Regions from separate parts of the Triticum aestivum genome. Here region 1 is linked to region 2. The links are chromatin contacts, called in public Hi-C maps. All regions are on one chromosome and are shown on one strand. Each heading gives the region's core, a stretch centred on a gene start, on an enhancer-like site or on the middle of the called end of the contact. The rest is flanking DNA. Distances are from core to core; before and after follow the strand shown. Region 1 holds the start of LOC123097494 (probable esterase D14L). Region 2 holds the start of LOC123097493 (zinc finger protein CONSTANS-LIKE 13).

Region 1 (2,790 bases), core at 113-2,612, 900 kb after region 2:
GACGGGGTCGTAGGAGCGAAAGCCTTTGGTGTTGGGTTGGTAGCCAAGAAACACACAAGCGAGAGACTGAGGTGCAAGTTTGTGTGGAGCAGTGGCGGTAATGTTAGGGTAGCATAAGCAACCGAAGACGTGAAGATCGTCATAGGATGGAGGAGACCCGAACAAGAGATGATGAGGTGTATAGCTCCATCGTGGTTTGCAAGGCCGGATGTTAAGGAGAAGCGTGGCAGTAGCGAGGGCATCTGGCCAGTACCGTGCGGGCATGTGTGCATGGAAAAGCAACGCACGAACACTCTCATTGAGAGTGCGGAGGACACGTTCAACTCGACCGTTTTGTTGGGATGTATATGGACATGTGAGACGAAAGATGGTGCCATGGGTGGATAGAAGATGTCGAATGGCGAGATTATCAAACTCTTTTCCGTTATCCGTTTGAAGGTGAGCAATGGTGCGATGAAAGTGGGTGTGGACGTAAGCATAAAAGGAGTGAAGGGTGGAGGCGACATCGGATTTACGACGTAGCGGAAAAGTCCAAGTGAAGTCAGAAAAATCATCTAAAATCACAAGATAATATGATAAGCCCGAATTGCTAGGCACTGGAGATGTCCAAACATCACAATGGATACCATCAAATGGAAAAGTGGCAATTGATGTAGATGAAGAAAACGGCAAATGAACGTGTTTTCCGATACGACAAGCATGACAAGTATGAGCCGCTGATTTACATGAAAAGGAAAAGGCGCTCAAAATTTTGTGACTACCGGAGGTCATAACGTAGAATGTTATACATAGGTCATACTCCGGAGGAAAAGGAAAAGGTGCTCAAAAGGAAAAGGAAGAACATCACGAGCTGCCCTTCCGATGAAGCGATGTAGGGTTTGGGGGAGGCGGCGGCGGCTACGGGAGGGAGCAGCGGCAGCAATGTAGGGTTTGGGGGAGGCGGCGGCGGCTATGGGAGGGAAGGAGTAGCGGCAGCGGCGTAGGGTTTGGAAGGAGGAGGCGGCGACGGCTACAGAGGAAGTAGCGGCGGCAGCGCTAGGGTTTGGGAGGGGTGGCAACGGCGGCTGCGTGGAGCGGAAGCGAGGGAGAACGCGATGAAAACTGATACCATGTAGAAAAGATATGGCATGCAGCTTAATTTTATTCCACGGAGTTGGTCATAATATATACGCGAGATGTCTTACGTGACAAGAAAACTAATCTTATCATATCTTTAGGAGTCAAACTATACTAGAGATTATAAAAAAGTTAATATAAATATGTCACGTTCAACAACTAATGCGCCTTTTACGCCGGCTAGTGCAAACTGCTAGCCTGTTGTGCAGCAGCGTCGGTCCCATTCCCATTCCTTCCTTCTACCAGCGGAGTGCGGTCCAGCCCGGCGCCCGCCTTTAGCCTTGGAACCCCCGCCACTCGTGCATCTCCAGCTGCCGCCCACTCCCCTCCCTCTCATCCCGTCAAAGAAGAGGAGACGAGAAAGCGAAGTCAATCAAATCCATGGGGATCGTGGAGGAGGCACACAACCTGCGGGTTGTCGGGGAGGGGAAGCGCGGAGTGATCGTTCTTGCGCACGGCTTCGGCACGGACCAGTCGGTGTGGAAGCACCTGGTGCCGCACCTCGTCGCTGACTACCGCGTCGTCCTCTTCGACACCATGGGCGCCGGGCCGACCAACCCAGACTACTTCGATTTTTCCCGCTACGCCACGCTCGAGGGATATGCGCTCGATCTGCTCGCCATCCTGGAGGAGCTCGGGATGGCCTCCTGCATCTACGTCGGCCACTCCGTCTCCGCCGTAATCGGCGTGCTCGCCTCCATCTCCCGTCCCGACCTCTTCTCCAAGCTCGTACTCCTCTCCGCTTCTCCCAGGTACGCAGCAACGTTGCCTCACTTTCTAAGTAGCTGCTTAATTCGTTTAATTCCCACTAGGTAGACTATTACAGAAGGTCGGCACAAGATTCTTATTCCTTCTAATGACTTAATATGCGTTTTTGTTATCATTTCCAACTGGAGGATCCCTTAATCCTATTAAAGGAGGATTATAAATGGATAGATGTCTTCGATTTCCACTGGAACTATTTATTTGTTTGTTTGATGGTCCTAGGACTACCCACAGTGGGAGTAACATGAGAGCATGGTTAATAATATAGCCAACTGCTGGCTATAAGCCATTGCCATGTCATCTATAGCCCATCTTGTAGCCAACATGTACAATAGTTGATTAGAAGAGCATACTACTTTTTTATTATATGGCCCACCTTTCACTCTCACAAAGTGCATACGAGCATGTGCTAGAGCGGACTCTTCACCAAGAGCCCGCTTACCTTCTCTCTCCTCCAACTAAGTAAGAATATACTAGTTTATTTCTTATAACCAACTGACTCAGCTCTATTGTACTTGCTCTGAGTGGTAACATCACATATATCTATGTAAAGTAGATGATGTGGCAACTAATTAATGAGGAGAGAGGCAAATTAGCTAGTTACTCATACTATGAGTAACATCACATACCAAGACAAGATGAGTCTATAACACAATAAATGAAGTGTTGCATGACACCATAAATATGTTACTCTCCACTATAGAGGTAGTGACATTGACTAGTAGTAACATATGCATGTTACTAGTCTAAGTTACTCCCCACTGTGGCTAGTCTAACCATCTAATAGACTATGCTCCTTAATTTTGGAGTCCTCCAATTCAATTGTGGTGTTCAGTTTTCGATTGGTTCACGATTCTGACCGGGTGAACGACTTCTCAACTAGCTGTCTCATTCAGTTAAAGTATTCTA
Region 2 (2,700 bases), core at 137-2,636:
AACCGTAGTAGGTGACTGTAGCTTGCAAGATCGGATCTAAAACATGGATATAATGATGAATTCATAAACGGTTCAGATCTGAGTTCATGGCACCCGGGCCGATAGTGACAAGCATTAAGCATGGCAAAGTCACAGCAACATCAATCTAAGAATATAGTGGATACTAGGGATCAGGCCCTAACAAAACTAACTCGATTACATGATGAATCTCATCCAACTCCTCACCGACCAGCGAGCCTACGAAGGAATTACTCACTCCCCGTGGGGAGCATCATGGAATTGGCGATGGAGATGGGTTGGTCATGACGAAGAACGAAGATACCCCACTCTGGAGCCTCAAACGGACTCCAGATCTGCCCTCCCGAGGAAGAATAGGGCTTAGCGGCGGCTCCGTCTCGTGGATCGCGATAATTCTTTCTCCCTAATTTTTTCCTGGAAATATGTGATTTTATAGTATCAGGGGGGTCGTCAGTGGGGCCATCAGGTGGTACAACCCACCTGGGCACGCCAGGAGAGGGGGCGCGCCCTGGTAGGTTGTGCCCATCCAGGTGCCCATCTCCGGCAGGTCTTGGCTCCAGAAATTCTTATTATATAAAAAATCCTCGCAAAGTTTCGTTCCATTCTGAGAACTTTTATTTCTGCACAAAAACAACACCATCATAGTTCTGCTGAAAACAACGTCAGTCCAGGGTTAGTTTCCTTCAAAACATGCAAATTAGAGTCCAAAACAAAAGGAAAAGCGTGAGAAAAAGTAGATACGTTGGAGACGTATCAGTATGAAGGGGCTGTTAATTGATTGGTTCTCCTACTGGTTCGATAACATTGGTTTAATTTCTAAGGGAAATACCTACCGCCGCTGTGCTGCATCATCCATTTCTTTTTGGGAAATACCGACGTAGCTTCAAGCGACACCAGACTCCCGATGATAGTTCTGCCTCTGTGGATCGAGACTAAAGATCGCATGTCAATGATTAGCTTACGTCAACGCTCATTAACGGCTAAACGGCCGTTAACGGAACCTACCGCCAGACGTGGCAGCGGTAGCCTGTGTTATGCTACCGCCAGGGACGGCGACGGTAACCAAAAGGATCAAATCTCGAAATGTTTCCATATCGAGATTAGATCCTACTAAACTACGTGAAAAGCGTCAAAGCATGAAATTTTGCCACCAAAGTGACCTTTCCAAGGCCAAGGCTAGCGATGCGATACTCTTTGGCATTACCTCAGCAGTTACGTCATGCTCCGCTCGAGACCCGTCCAAGCGGTCCCTTTCCGCCAACGGCCGCATCTTCTGTCGGCTGGACCTGCAAGATCTCGTGAGACAACTCGGCCAACCTCACCATCCGTGCTTCCCCCCTTCCCATTTCCCTTTCCTTTCCTTTCCTTCGTTCTCTCCCACTCCCACAGTCGATCGAACCATGGAGAAGCCGTTTTTGTCCGTGTCGACGCGACGAGACTGCCGCTCCAACACCTGGCCCGCGGCCAGCCTCACGCACGGCGGAGCCCGCCACGTCGCCGGCCTCACAGCACACAGTCATCCAGGCATGACAGAAATATCGGACTGAGCTACGCGAGTGAGTGACGAGGCAGAGGCAGCCTCCTCGCTTTCGAACCATCCCTTTCGCGGTTTACTCCGCTTCTCGTGCTTCTTCTCCCACCTTCTTCTTCTTCTTCTTTTTCCGCAAGCAAGCAAGCCGTATATGCACGCATTATCTCTTCTTCTTCTTCTTCTTCTTCTTCTTCTTCTACCTCTTCTTCTCCTTCTCCTTGTAGGTGGCAGCGCCTACCAAGCTCTTTTCCGCCGGTGACCATTCCAGTAGTCCATCACATGGGTCAAGACGAGCGCCAGCATCCAGAGCTGCCGGACATGGAGAAGGAGCTCTCTGCCGACGCGGTAGCCTGCGACCACTGCAGCGGCCCACAGGCGGTGGTGTACTGCCGGGCCGACAGCGCCAGGCTCTGCCTGCCGTGCGACCGCCACGTGCACGCCGCCAACGCGGTCTGCTCCCGCCACCTGCGCGCCCCGCTCTGCGCCGCATGCCGCGCAACCGGGGCCGTCTTCCGCCACGCCGGTCCCGAATTCCTCTGCTCCAACTGCGACTTCGGGAGGAGCCGGGACGCCGAGCTGCCGCTGCACGACCGCTGCACAGTCCAGGGGTACACGGGACGACCCTCCGCGCACGACCTCGCCGCTCTTCTCGGGGTCCCCGACTTCGACAAGCCCTCGGCCGGCAAAGCCGACGACGGTTGGTGGGCCATTTGGGAGGAGCCCCAGGTGTTCAGCCTGGAGGATCTCATCGTGCCCACCACTTCTAGCCATGGCTTCCAGCCCCTCGTCACGCCGTCCTCGCCCAAGGTACATGACATGCTCGCTGTCTGCCAAAATTCTCCAGTTTTCTGCTCTTGCTCTGAATTCTCACACCTAGCTCTAACTCATCTGCAAAAGATCCACAACTCACCCGATGGAAAGACCAACGATGAGGTCATACGGCAGTTACGTGAGCTCGCCGAGGTCGACATGGGCGGCGGTCAGATAACACCTCGTGAGGAGGCAGAGCAAGCTGCTCATCTGTTGCCTTCCAGGACAGAGTCACAGCACACCACTGGAAATGGCGATTTCGGCACAGATAACAGCCATGAGGTTGCAACCATGCCAACCCCTAGTTATGAGGTACGCACTTCAGTCTATCTCACAAATTT

What was found. A called contact is a pair of places that touch in the nucleus more often than the background predicts.
Region 1: a contact with region 2 is called in a Hi-C map of leaf, with 5 times the contacts expected there. The contact joins the promoter of LOC123097494 here to the promoter of LOC123097493 in region 2. A contact is called at or near these places in 2 of 5 Hi-C or Micro-C datasets (both in leaf).

Annotation. Positions count from the first base shown.
Region 1 is chr4D:289,671,890-289,674,679 of IWGSC CS RefSeq v2.1, forward strand. LOC123097494 (probable esterase D14L) reads left to right here and starts at 1,363. Exons shown (of 3, transcript XM_044519261.1): 1 at 1,363-1,868. The coding sequence starts at 1,498.
Region 2 is chr4D:288,771,371-288,774,070 of IWGSC CS RefSeq v2.1, forward strand. LOC123097493 (zinc finger protein CONSTANS-LIKE 13) reads left to right here and starts at 1,387. Exons shown (of 4, transcript XM_044519257.1): 1 at 1,387-2,356; 2 at 2,447-2,671. The coding sequence starts at 1,829.